Linked DNA regions of Mus musculus: region 2 is linked to region 1. The links are chromatin contacts, called in public HiChIP or PLAC-seq maps. All regions are on one chromosome and are shown on one strand. Each heading gives the region's core, a stretch centred on a gene start, on an enhancer-like site or on the middle of the called end of the contact. The rest is flanking DNA. Distances are from core to core; before and after follow the strand shown.

Region 1 (3,521 bases), core at 319-2,818:
TTCTTTAGGGAGGGAGATGATGCAAAATCCTATCTTAAAAGTAGGTATTTAAGAACTTTGGTGCAAGACATGGTGGTGAACGCCTTTAGTCCCAGTATTCAGGAGACAAAGACAGGCAGATCTATTTAAGTTTGAGGCCAGCCTGGTCTACAAAGCACGGGCAGGACAGCCAGGGCTACACAAAGGAACCCTATCTCACGAAACAAAACAGAGCAAAACCAACCAAACAAACACAGAAAGAAAAGAAAAGAAAAGAAAAGAAAAGGAAAGGAAAGGAAAGGAAAGGAAAGGAAAGGAAAGAAAAGAAGAAGAGGGGAGGGGAGGGGAGGGGAGGGGAGGGGAGGGGAGGGGAGGGGAGGGGAGGGGAGGGGAGGGGAGGGGAGGGGAGGGGAGAGGAGAGGAGAGGAGAGGAGAGGAGAGGAGAGGAGAGGAGAGGAGAGGAGAGGAGAGGCAGAGGAGAGGAGAGGCAGAGGGGAGAGGCAGAGGGGAGAGGCAGAGGGGAGAGGCGAGGCAGAGAGGCGAGGCAAGGAGAAAAAGGAAAAGGAAAAGGAAAAGGAAAAGGAAAAGGAAAAGGAAAAGGAAAAGGAAAAGGAAAAGGAAAGAGATTTGGTAAAGAGGTAGAGAAACAGTTCAGTAGTTACGAGCACGTGATGTACTGTTCTTCTAGAGGCTGAGAGTTCTGTTCCCAACACCCACATCGGGCAGCTCACAACAGTCTCTTAATCTAGATCTAGGATAGCTGATGCCCTCTTCTGGCTCCTGTGGGCACTGCAGTCACATGCATATACACTTACACAGACACATACACACACATATAATTAAAAATAGTAAATCTTTTGAATAAAGAAATTTGGTAACACTATTTGTCAAGAAATAAAATTAAATTTCTAGAATTTTAGTGCCTAGAAATTAAGTGCCTAAAATTATACCTAAGTTTTCCTTCTGCAGGTTGTAGTAGGATGGTTTGTTTTATGTTTTTATTTGCTTGTTTCATTATAAATCTTGGGGGGGGAGGGTTGGTGGTTTGGTGGTGGTGGTGATGTTTTGTTGTTGTTGTTGTTGTTGTTGTTTTAGTTTGAACAATTCAAAACTACCTTGCTTAAAATATTCATCAGAAATGAATCCTCCAGTTCCTCCCCCAACTCTGAGACTTAGGGTAAGTAACTGTCAAACAGCACCAGGCAATGAAAAGTAACGAGCTAGCACGGCCTACCCTTTACCAATCCCAGATCGCACTGGGAAAGAGCAGCCCACATTCGTCGTCAGAATGAGCGATCATTACTGTATCTGTGCCCTTCCTGGACCTGAATATTTCCCGTGCTTCTCAGCACTGCACTAGCTCTGGGTACTTAATACCCAATAGCTGCTAGCAGGCAACATATAAATGGCTTGGAAAGCAGAAGGACATTAATAATGTTATCATTTGCAAGGCAAGCTGAAACTTGTGGCTGCCTCACTAACAAAGAAAAAAGAACCCTTCAGCATGAAAACAGCAGAGGACAATGGGAACATGCCTTGGCCTCAGCAGAAGAAACCAATGGAAACGGGACATCATGCCTACGGGCACGCTCTCCCTCATTCCTGGAGCCACGCACTGCCTGGCTGCCTGACAACTTCTGGGGCAATGCTGATATACCTATGGCTGCTATTTCCCAAAATCATGACCTCATTTGAACATTCTGTTTAAAATGTATGTGAGAGTGCAATATTAAAGCAAACTGCTTTTAAGAGTCGCCGGTGAGGGCTCGCGGCCACTAACTCTATGAATCAGAGACCTGAACACTGTTCAGCCTCTTACAAAAGACCTGAATCAGTGCCATCTACTCATTTCCGGAAGACCTTAAAGCATGCAGAAAGAAAAACGAATGAAGCATTTTCTCATCTCATATAGCAATTTCTCAGGAAGGAAAAAATATCCCCAAGAACCATTCCATTTCTCCTTCCAACCCGGAGATTATGATCTCCATTATTATAAAGCATTTGACAAATTTGAGGATTAAAGAAACACTTCCCTATGCAATTTCAGAAATCTCCCCCAATGTGTCCTCTGGCAGTAAATTAATATCCACACACTATTCAAAGGAGACACAGCACGTTCCAATGGTCGTCTTAGGGAGGTAAGTAATACAACCCTGATTACCTGGCAGGAGAGAACCGTCAACAAGAAACTCAAAGCAAACAAAGCAGTTTCTCTTTTCAGCTTGCAAAAGCAAAATAACCAAATGGCTGGCGTTTCTAATACAGTTCACGACAGCTCCTTTTGCAGATGGTTTGATAAGAAGTTCACTTAGCATTATCTCTCTAGGCACAAATAAATTTCCTTCGAGGTTAAGGACACTAATCCCAAATACCCCAAGTCCTCCATTTCTTCTGAGATGAGGATGAAGTATCTTAGGAAGCTATGGCGTAACTGTTTCTCTTTGCTTAGTTTACCAGCCACTTCATCAGCTTGTCCTAGTTCATATTTATTGTGTGACTGCTGTGTACAGGATAGGATGCAGTGTTCCTTAGGATTCAATAAGTTTAAGGTAAATCCCTTCCCTCTGAGGACTAAACAGGCTCCTGGGGAATGTAATATATACACACACTAATAATAATAACAACAACAACAACAACTGGGTGTAAATAATGAAGAAGGCTATGAATGTTATGAAATCACATGAACTTTAAATTGTTGGTGATTCAGGAGGCATCACCAGTGAACATGGTTCTTAACTGAGCAATGAAAGGTAGAAGGTGGCTTTCTTCCAGCAGCTGGCTTTTCTCTCCAACAGCCCAGGCTTAGCACATAGAGTGCTCACAACACAAGGACATGAGTTCAGCTCCCCAGCAGCCCTGTAAAGAAGGATCCCAGGGCACCTTGGCTAGGCAGTCTAGCCGATTTAAATTGGTGGGTTCCAGGCTAAGTGAGAGGTGCTATCTCAGAAGTAAGGTGAAGAGTAATAGAGGGAGATACCCCAAATTGACCTCTGGCCTCTACACACACACACACACACACACACACACACACACACACAAAGAAATGGGAAGGGAGGGTAGGAGAGGGAGAGTGCCTGGAGTGACTGGGCAAGAGTAAGGGAAGAAGGAGTCAGAGTTGGCCGGGAAGCTCTGGCGCACGGAAGCATCATGAGAGTGCATATTTGTGATGAGGGTGGAGCCTGGCTCCTTTGAAAGAATAGAATTAGAAAGGGTTCAAGGCCAAGGACTTGGAAAGGACATTTAAAGACAGACAGAGGAGTGGGAGCTTGGCAGGAAGTCAAGAAGGAAGTTCGCAGGAACATATAAACCAGGACTTGGAGCATGGGAATTAACAGAAGAAGAAGGGAGAGACTCTGTGCCCACATTTTATGAAACAGCTATGAAAGGGCCAGATGGCTCAGTGGGTAAGGGCGCTTGCCACCAAGCCTGATGATCTGACTTCAGTCCCTGGAACCCACAAGAGAAACGGAGAGAATACATTTCTACAAGTTGCCCTCTACAGGAGCACCATAGTGTGCCTGTCCCTGCGCGCGCGCGGGAAA
Region 2 (3,554 bases), core at 848-3,347, 440 kb before region 1:
CATTCTTCCCATGAACTCACCCCATTGTCCCCTGGCTTCCCTGACAACCCCCCTCACCCCACCCCCATCCCCGCAGCCAGTAAGGAAAAGTGACCCAGGGAACCTGCCACATCTGTTGCCTGCAGAAGACTCCAACCTATTTAAGAGTTTTGAGAAGCAGAAAGACTGAATTTCACAGGCTTAGAATGAAAGCAACGAAGGGTGGGGAGGAAAAAATAAATAAAACTCTGAGAGGAAAATAAAACTCTGAGAGGAAAGTACACCAGATTTAGTAAAACAGTCAATATCCGGAGGATTCTGCAAGGCCTGCTGAAGAAAATTCCTCTGGGGCTCCAGAGGTAATAAGGGAGGAAGGGGCCTGAGAAGCGGAATTCTTTTCCTTTATTATTACCTAGAAACAGGAGCAAGGATCAAACCCAAGGCTGAGAGAGAAGAAACCCTGGGACTCCCCTCTGAGGAAGCTCCACCTTGCTCTGTAGTCAAGGTCAAAAATGCCTCAAGAACTACAAGACTTCAAACTTGACCTCTGACTCCATTGGGAAAGGGACAGTGGCTGAGCCAGGGAAAGAGAGGGGCGCACAAAGAAATCGAAAAACAGGGAAGATATTTGTTCTCTCTCTCTCTCCTATCTCTCTCTCTCTCTCTCTCTCTCTCTCTCTCTCTCTCTCTCCTATCTCTCCAGGCTACCCCCAGTCTAAGAAACATAGTAAAAGCCTCCTTTTAAACATTAGCTAAAATTCAGCGCTGTCCCCAAGACAATTGCAGCTTTCTCCAAACCGTGAAGAAAAAAAAGTGAACTCCTCGCAGTCAGCTTGTGTCCCTTAACTTTTTTTTTCTTTTGAGAAAGAAGGGCTCCTTAACAAAGAACCCCACCTTCCCCATCCCGTGAGACAGAAAAAGTTCCCTAGATTTAGGAGGAGGTACGGTGTGACACACACCCGCGTTAAGAGCTGTAGCTCCCCTGGCTTTCAAGCGGCTCCAGCATTCTGACCGGAGGCCCAGACGCACAGCCAGGGTGCCGGAACGCAGCTGGCCAACCGGCTTAAGTTACACAGATGGAGCCCGCTCCATTCTCCACGTGCATCCTTACCCTTCTCCTCACCTCCCAACGCCAGAAGGAAGGAGCTTCTCCATTCGATCTTTTCTCACCCGAGGTCTGCAGTGTCACCTGTGCGCGGCAGCCAGCAGCACGCCCACCGCTAAACATTCGACCGGTGGTCACTGACTCAAGTTTTGTTTCAAATGAGTTTCAAGTTCCTACAGGCTCTTCAACCCCCACCTCCACCCCCTCAGCCCCTAGATCAGACCACCTTCCTCCCCGCTAAGTCCCGTTAAGGAAGACCCTGGTGGCAAGGTATCTTTCCTCTCCTCCTTTACCCCATCAAATCCCGCTTGCTCCACCCGCAGCCTCCCTCCCGGGTTTGTCTTTCGGGTTCCCGCTCTCAAGAGTCTCCCTGGATCTGATTAAGGTCTAAGCTCTTTCTCCTCTACATCAGTCCCAGGGTCCCGTCGGACTCTCTTTTCCCACGTGAGAGTCACCAGCCAGGAGAACCCGCTGAGCTACGAGAGAGTTTCTCCCAAGCCCAAAACTAGTGCTCACAGTCCGCATTACCTGCAACCTGCTGTGGGGTGGTGCCCACGCGTCTCTTTTCACAGGTACCCGCGCCTGTGACAAGCGCCTTCAGGGGCAGCTCGGAGCCCGGGTTGGGATAGCAGCGTAGCGTCTGGGCGCAGCGCGGGATGTAGACGCCGCATGCTTCGCCCTCCTGCCGTGCGCACACGGAGCAGCAGCCGCAGCCGGGCTCTCGCACCAGCTCGGCGCAGGGCGCGTCGGGTGGGGGCCCGCAAGCGGCCAGACGCTCGGGCGTGCAGGGTGGGCAGCGGAACAGCACCTCGGCGCGCACCCCGGGGCCGCAGCCGCCCGCGCCCAAGAGCAGCAGCAAGAGCAACGACGGCAGGAGCAGCGGCAGCGCGGGGCCGCCCAATCTCGGCAGCATGTTGGCTTGTGGGCAACGGTAGTGCAGCGAGCTAGCGGGCAGGTGGCACGGCCCAGACGAATGCGGGAGACGCCTCCTTGCCTTCTTTCTCCTCCCCCGCCTCTGCCGGGTCCTAAAAAGCCTGCTTCTCCCCGCCCCCCTGCCTTCTCCCCTCCCCCTTATGGAGACCACTCCCTTCCCCCCCCCCCCGCACCGCCCCCCCCCGCACCGCCCCCCCCCGCACTCTTGCGTGAGGGCACGTGCTTGTGCACACGCCCACTCGCCCACCCTACGTTCCTAGGGGATTCAAGCGGACCCCTCTGTTCTTCCCTGGTTAGGACTTTGCTCCCTTCAGCCTGGGTTTGTCCGCTCCGGGAGAGTAAGAATAACTTGCAAGCGTGGGTAGAATCGGCGTGGAGTGGGAAAGAGCCTGTGCTTTTGTCTCCTGTCTTTTAGTTTAGTTCGATTTGGAAGGACTTAGTTTGCTCACTTCCCACGTGGCCGGCTGTGAACTGACTGCCGGGGAAACACAAAAGCAGTCTTGACCTTAAAGATTTCGGAGCTCACACCGACTCCCCACAGCCCTCGTGTTGCTAGGAACAATGACCTTGAGTGAGTCCCGCGGACGCTCAGTCCTTCTAGACCAGGCTCGTCCCAGACAGCACCTCCTAGCAACAACTTCAGTTTCCCAGCCCAGAGCTCACCGCTGCAAGTAATGAAACCTGGTGTGTTTCCTGGTGCCTCACAAACCTCTGCCCCACAAGCCCTCTAATCCCCTAGAGACCCGGGTCACCATCCACAAACGCTGCCTTATTCGCCCACCTTTACACACACTCTCCCCGCCTCCCCCCCCCCAGACGTCTGAAGACACACCCACTGAAGGGTCTTGAAAAGGTCAGATTAGACACCCACCCCCCTCCCCAGGTATTAGAGAAAGCCCTAGCGCTAGGCTGATTAGAGCTCGCTCAGGTTTTCAAATAGAAAAGAGTGGCTGCCTCCTTTGTTCCAATTGAATCACCCAGCCTAGCTGCCCCCAACCTCCATCACTCCAGCCTGGCAGGACCTTAGTTATTGACTCATTTGCCAGGGTTGTGACCTTAACAACGAGTGAGGCGTCTCCATTCCCCCACAAGATTCTCCAAGCCATCCTTTCTAATTTCTGGGCTCAGGGCCTATCTCAATTCAGCGGCTTTTTGTTCATATGTCTGTTTGAGTTTTATGCCTCCTAGAAGACAAAGTTCTAATCTTAAGAAACTAGGAGAGGAAGAGTTATGGAGGAGAGTTTGAACTTCTGTAGGAACCTCTGTGGAAGATGACTATCCGAATGAAAAAGAAGGGGGACGGGTGTGAGACTAAAGCTTGGTAATTGCGTAGAGGGAAATGGAGGGTTATCGATGGCGCATTCTCAACACCCGGACCAGCAGAAATGATGAAAAAAAATTGAAGAGTGATACTGAAACTAGAAAGTCACTTAGGCCAGAGATCAAAACCCCTGGGGAGATAGGGGAACTGGCAGGGAAATCAGCTAATTGTGCTGAGACTTGGCCTGATTTGGGCGTGTCAGGGACACAGCATCAG

The links. HiChIP or PLAC-seq counts read pairs in DNA pulled down with a chosen protein or histone mark.
Region 2: a contact with region 1 is called in an H3K4me3 HiChIP or PLAC-seq map of stem cell-derived neural progenitor cells, with 2.2 times the contacts expected there. The contact joins the promoter of Igfbp2 here to the enhancer-like site in region 1. A contact is called at or near these places in 2 of 39 promoter capture datasets (embryonic stem cells and frontonasal cranial neural crest), 1 of 15 datasets of contacts at CTCF or cohesin (the NIH/3T3 cell line), 1 of 484 Hi-C or Micro-C datasets (neural progenitor cells), 4 of 115 datasets of contacts at active chromatin or transcription factors (embryonic midbrain, embryonic stem cells and stem cell-derived neural progenitor cells) and 1 of 9 other capture datasets (adipose tissue).

The regions. Positions count from the first base shown.
Region 1 is chr1:72,377,963-72,381,483 of GRCm38.p6, reverse strand. The region is part of intron 16 of Xrcc5 (X-ray repair complementing defective repair in Chinese hamster cells 5); the gene reads right to left. Among named protein-coding and RNA genes, the nearest start is that of Gm39661, 33 kb to the left of the region's middle. Within about 2 kb of position 1,568, at least 20 of the 459 cell types and tissues checked have an H3K27ac peak or open chromatin away from gene starts, as enhancers often do. A contact at or near this core is called in embryonic stem cells, neural progenitor cells and stem cell-derived neural progenitor cells, where this site is marked.
Region 2 is chr1:72,823,023-72,826,576 of GRCm38.p6, reverse strand. Igfbp2 (insulin-like growth factor binding protein 2) reads right to left here and starts at 2,097. Exons shown (of 4, transcript NM_008342.3): 1 at 1,613-2,097. The coding sequence starts at 1,997.